2 separate regions of the Macaca mulatta genome follow, and region 1 is linked to region 2. The links are chromatin contacts, called in public Hi-C maps. All regions are on one chromosome and are shown on one strand. Each heading gives the region's core, a stretch centred on a gene start, on an enhancer-like site or on the middle of the called end of the contact. The rest is flanking DNA. Distances are from core to core; before and after follow the strand shown. Region 1 holds the start of KCNB1 (potassium voltage-gated channel subfamily B member 1). Region 2 has its middle 67 kb from the start of ZNFX1.

The links. A called contact is a pair of places that touch in the nucleus more often than the background predicts.
Region 1: a Hi-C map of fetal cortical plate shows a contact between it and region 2, with 2.3 times the contacts expected there. The contact joins the promoter of KCNB1 here to the enhancer-like site in region 2. A contact is called at or near these places in 8 of 14 Hi-C or Micro-C datasets (CD4 T cells, blood, cortical neurons and 4 more).

Annotation. Positions count from the first base shown.
Region 1 is chr10:102,312,981-102,315,947 of T2T-MMU8v2.0, forward strand. It overlaps KCNB1 (potassium voltage-gated channel subfamily B member 1), which reads right to left and starts at 1,258. Exons shown (of 2, transcript NM_001265653.1): 1 at 539-1,258. The coding sequence starts at 1,105. LOC114670500 (a long non-coding RNA gene) reads left to right here and starts at 1,194. Exons shown (of 3, transcript XR_003720162.2): 1 at 1,194-1,301; 2 at 1,855-1,968.
Region 2 is chr10:102,177,117-102,179,978 of T2T-MMU8v2.0, forward strand. No RefSeq gene overlaps it. Among named protein-coding and RNA genes, the nearest start is that of ZNFX1, 67 kb to the left of the region's middle. Within about 2 kb of position 1,490, at least 9 of the 40 cell types and tissues checked have an H3K27ac peak or open chromatin away from gene starts, as enhancers often do. A contact at or near this core is called in fetal cortex germinal zone and fetal cortical plate, where this site is marked.

The DNA.
Region 1 (2,967 bases), core at 8-2,507, 140 kb after region 2:
TGTCTCATGTGGGTTCACACCCACCCCTCTGGGTCCCTTCTTATGTTTAAACTACCTGACAGTATCTCAATGTCCTGTAAGCATGTCTGTAAGCTGCTTTTATTCCCTTCCTGGCGCAGAGTGAGGTTATAAATATGGAGATATTAAAATCACAGGGTGACCCAATCCAGCCTAGGTCTGGGACTTCACAGGGAACCAAACCCTACTCCACCCCAGCAAGCCTGTGTTGTCTCTCTGTGCTCTCTCTCTTATTCATTAGTGTCCATCTTCTTGCTGTGGCTTTTTATGGGTCCCTGTAAAACCTTCTCTCCAACAAAGTAGGGGTATAACGTCTTGGATAATAAAAAGATGGAGTGACCAGTGCCACATGGGAAAAGTCTGAGGGGGTTGGTCTTCACCTCTGGGGACTCATCCTAGCCCCTCCCCATCACTAATATTCATCTTTGGGAACGAAGCCAGAGTCCTTCAGCAGTGGTCCTCAATATGGGGATGCAGGCAGATCCCCCCCAGCCCAGCAGCCCCCAGATCCCTGACTCACCTTGGCAGCCACGGAGGAATTCGGCTTCTCCAGTAGATCCCAGAGTTTTTTCCTCTTCTCTGCACAGCACGTGTTATCGAACTCCTCGCCTTCCCGCTCCCGTAGGGTCTCGGCCTCACGCTTGAGCTCCTCGTTCATCTGCTCTTTCTTCTGGTGGTAGCGGGCCTGGCAGCAGGACTCCAGGTAGATCTCGTCGATGCCCCAGTAGTCGAGCTCTTGGCTGAAGCTGAGCGCGCACATCTCCTCCATCATGTGCAGTCGCCCAGTGCGGTAGAAGTTGAGGATGGAGGTGAAGGCGCCCGGGTGGCGGTCAAAGAAGTACTCGTTGTCGTCGAGGCTGTAGTCGTCGCACACCTCGAGCAGCGAGTCATGCGTGTTGCAGTCGCGGAGCTTGCCCAGCCGCGTGCGGGGCAGGCGGTCCAGGGTACGCCAGAGCACCTCGTGCGCCAGCCCCCCGACGTTGAGGCGGACCCGCCGAGAGCACGCCTTGCTGCGCACGATCTCCATGGGCTCGGGCGGCAGCGAGCTGGTGGAGCGGGAGCCATGCTTCGTCATGCCCGCCGGCATCGCTGATCCGGCCGCCCCCGCCCCCCCTGCCCCCCCAGGCCGCTGTCAGTCGACGGCAAGGCCCGCTGCTGCGGGGGAGGGGGGCAGGGAGCGCTGTGGGCTGCTGGGGGTGCAGGGGGCCGCGCGGGCGCGCGTCACGGCCGTCTTCTCACCTCCATCCCGACGGCTGCGAGGCAGAAAGCGAAAGCGGACGCGGGTCAGCAAACGGGGAGCTAGGCATGCTGTCCCCCCGCCCCCCACCTCTCCACTAGGCTCCCAGCCGGCCTTGACCTTCCCCGCGCTTAAGCAGCTCAGTGGGGTAGGACGGATGGGCGCTGTCCCTCCAGCCGGTGCTGAAGTCCGCCCCACCCCATGGACGGAGGGAGGGGCTGCCCCTCGGGGCGGGGAGAGAGCCCCAAGAGATGCCCCTGGAGCCCGGGAGGCCCCACCCCGGGCTTCTGCGGCCCAGGCGCGACCCAGCCGCCCGGGGCGCTGTCCGCCCCTTAGAGTGCTGAAACTCGATTCTTTATGGGTCTCCCGATCGAGTCCCGAACCTGGCCCCACCATGGGGAGAGAGGGGGAGCTGCATGAAAACTTTCTTTCTTTCTTTCTTCTTCTTTCTTTCTTTTTTCTTTTCTTTTTTTTTTTTTTTTAACGAGTTCTCTTCTTTTCCTTCCCCTGCTCGAGATAATCAAGATTTTGGGGGTGGGGAATGGCAGCGGGCTTTTTTCTAAATCTTAAAAGATTTGGGGGAATTCCGGGGGTTCCAGGTGCCCACCTGTCCGAGGTCACAACAGACGGAGTGTGCACAACAGCCCCTCTGTCCTGGAGCGACCCCTCTTCCCAAACATCGGAGCATCTCCTGAGGTCGCTCCAGCGACGAGGTGAGCCGCGAGGAGGAAAAGCCCACTCTCGCCTCTCCCTCTGCGCCCCCAACCCTACCGCAGGAGGGGCGGGCAGAGTCCTCAGGATCCGCCTGCTCCGTCCGCCCCTCGCTCCTTCCCCGCCCCCTTCTCCTCCTCCTCCTCCTCCTCCTCCTCCTCCTCCTCCTCCTCCTCCTCCTCCTCGTTCCTCTCCTGCGATGGCTTTTTATAACTCCGGGTTCTGCGCCTTTCCCCGGGTTTGGAAGGGAAGGGGTGGGGGAGGTGGGAGGCGGGGAAATGAGCTAAATTTTCTGGCCTTTTCAAAACGTGCCATCCTCCTACCGCGCACTGGTGATTTCGGGGGGTTTCCGTGAGCACCCCCTGCATGTAGGGCTCACGCCTTAGCCCCAGAAAGGGGATCGCGCGCCCCCCCAGGCCCCAGCCCTTGCCTGCCTCCCACCCCGCTCCCCTCCAGCCTGGAGCTGCGGAGCCCGAGCAGACCAACAGGCCGAGCTGCGGCAGGCAAGCCCCCTGCCCGTGTCCCCATGCACCCCCAAGGAAGGCCGTACTCCCCAACACTCACCCCCAGGGCGGCCGCCTCCTGGGGCCAGGGACCGCGCATCGTCCCGGCCGCCCGGGCGCCCCCGCCCGTGGGCAGCGGCGGTCCCGGGGCCGGGCTGGGCCGGGCCTACCCCGGCCGGGCAGGCAACGCGCCCGGGCTGCAGGCGCCGCGGGGCCGGGGCGCGCTCTCCGAAGCTGGGGACGCGGGCGGGCGCCGGGGGCGCGGGGGCAGGACCGCGGCCGCGCGGAGCCTCCTCCACCTCCTCCTCCTTCTGCTCCCGCGGCGGCAGCGGCGGCTGCCTGGGCGAGATCAACAAGTCGGGGCTGAGCTTCGGCTCCGCGCTCGCTGCTATTCTGTCCCGCACTTCGGAGCGCCCAGAGCCGGGTAACGAGGCGGGACGGCGCCACCTGCGGGTCGGAAGCGCGCGCGCGGCTTAACTCCTGCCTGCCCGGCCCAGC
Region 2 (2,862 bases), core at 240-2,739:
TGCCTGGCCCCTTCCTTCCATTTCGTTCAACAAGATTTTAGGAAGTGCCCATGTTTGAGGCAGAGCTGGTGTCATGCACATGCACAGCCATTTGCACAGGGCCCCACACTCACAAGCAGGCTGAGTTTGGTTTAGCATTCTGCTGTCGCTGGCTTGACATTCTTAATTTTTGAACAAGGGGCCCTGCATTTTCATTTTGTCCTGAACCCCACAAATTATGTAGCCGGTTTCATCGGGAGGTCTAGAACGACGTTGTCTTATTTGAGCGTCTGATATTTAAAATAACAATGGAGTCAACGTTTTAAAATCAGGAGCGTTCACACAACAGTCTGGCTTATTTTAGAAAATTAGAACATCTTGCCACTGTGAATCTGCATTCCCACACACTGCCACATGGGCTGGAGCTGGAGTCCTCTACACAGGCCACATCCGCCACTGTCCCCACCACTCCTGGAGGCTTTGGACTGAGTCTCTTTGCTCATTTGCAGAGCTTCCAGCATGATGGCTGGGATCACGGGCTTTGAAGCCAGGTGTGTATTCAGCCGTACTGTTAATCATCACAGTAACCTCTCTCTTAGGGTAGTAAGGATTAAACTAGTTAATATATGCAAAGCATCTGGAATATGTTGTACTGTTATTGCTACTTTTCTGCTTTTTCCTGGTGCTGAAGCTCAGACCCCAAGTCTGAGGGCTGCCCCTCCAGGAGCTGGAAACTGCACCTGTGAAAACTGGCTATGAGAGCGTCTCTTCCTGCTGTCCCACGTGGCAGCCCTTGTCAATGTCCACTTTCTCCACCTGTAGCACCAGAGTTCACACCTTGGGCCCGCCCTCCTAGCGTTATTTTGAGAGAAGGGCCTTCTGTCCTGTAAATAGGCTGAGTCATTGCTGCCTCCGGGCCTTTGCACACGCTGCACTTGCTTCCTAGAATACTTCTTTTCCCATCGCTTTGCTTGGCCATCTTCTCATTTTGGTCTAGCTCAAATGGTACTTCCTCAGGGAGGCTTTTCCTGATCGCCTAAGAAAAGTAGCCCTGTCCTCTTTCCCCCATCATACACATCGGTCTATATTATTTTCTTCCCAGAATTGGTTTGTCTTGTAACTCCCAGAGGACCAGGTCTGCCTTGGTCACTGCTATATCCCTAGCACTTAGGCTGCTGCCTGGCACATGGTAGGTGTTCGATAATTATTTGTTGAATGAAGGAAGGAAGGAAGAAAAGAACTCATCAACTCTTCATGACCACCCTATAAAGCAGGGACGAGAGACCTGAGTCCTGGAGAAGAGAAGGGACTCCTCAAGGCACAGCCCAGAAGGAACAGAAAGGGTGATGGGGACCCAGGTTTTCTGCTTCTACACCCCCTGTCCCCCAATCCCCCAGGTGGGAAGCAGCAGGGACATTTGGATCTTTGACTCACCCAGCCGCCCAGAATGGGTCAAGTGTGCAGCAAGGCCCAGGGCACAGTGTCTGAGGGTGGTGAGAGCGATTCACCCAGGCAGCCAGGAGGCAAGACTGTTTACAGGGACTGGCGGCTGTTGCCATGACAACTGGACAGCCTACAGCTTCCTGCGTCACCAGGGACGCAGGTTTGCTCTTGGCTGGGATGCAGTGGGGACAATGGAGGGGGGGCTGGGAAATGAGGGGACCCTAAACACTCAGTCTTGGAGGAGGGAGTTCTCATTTCTGTTTGTTTTTTTTTTGAGATGGAGTCTCGCTCTGTCACCCAAGCTGGAGTGCAGTGGTGCAATCTCAGCTCACTGTAACCTTCGCCTCCCGGGTTCAAGTGATTCTCCTGCCTCAGTCTCCTGAGTAGCTGGGATTACAGGCATGTGCTACTATGCCCAGCTAATTTTTGTAGTTGCAGTAGAGAAGGGGTTTCACCGTGTTGCCCACGCTGGTCTGAAACTCTTGATCTCAAGTGATCTGACTACCTCAGCCTCCCAAAGTGCTGGGATTCCAGATATTAGCCACTGTGCCCGGCCGGGAGTTCTCATTTCTGAGAGTTGCTTGAAGGCTGGGAGGGACTGGTGATGCTACCTAAGTGTGTGTGTGTGTGTGTGTGTTTGTGTGTGTGTGTGTGTGTTCAGTGTCTGGGCTGTGTGGAGCCAGGTTGCCTGAGTCTCAGCTTTGCCTCTTCTGTGCTATGGCATTTTGGGCAAGTGAGTTAACCTCTCAGTGCCTTAGTTCCCTCTAATGTAAAATGAGGTGGACATTAGTACCTCATAGGACTGTTATGAGGATTAAATGAGATACTACTCTCACAGCACTTACAATGCACCTTGCATTGTTCCTTAATTCTTGACATCAATCTACATCTGACTCTAGGTTGCCTTCTTGCTGGGGTAGTGGGAAATTTGGTCTCAATCATCCTCAGAGATCCCCACTTCCCTGGATTTTTTCATTCATTCAACAAATAGTTATTGAGCACGTACTGCGTGCCAGGTATTGTTCTAGAGGCTGAGACCACAGCAGTGAACAAAGCAAACAAAAATCCCTGGCAGAGTAGAGCTAATATTCTAGTGGGGATAGATAGACATTAAATATGACAAAAAGGAAAATAGATATTATATCAGATGATAATAAGAAGAAAAAGAAAGCAGGGCTGGGGGATTCCAACTGTAGAGGAGCCATTGCAATTTTAGAAAAATTGGTGTGAGGGGATGTGAGTGTGTCAGGGAAGGCCTCACTGAGACAGTAACCTTTGAGTGCAACTTGAAGAAGATAAAAGAGGGGAGTCACATGGTTATTTGCAAGCACATTCCAGGCAGAGGGAACAAGTGCAAAGGCCCTGAGGCAGGAGCATGAACATGTATGTGACTGTATCGTGTAGTCATATCTCTTGGCACGTCTGCATGTGTGATGTTAT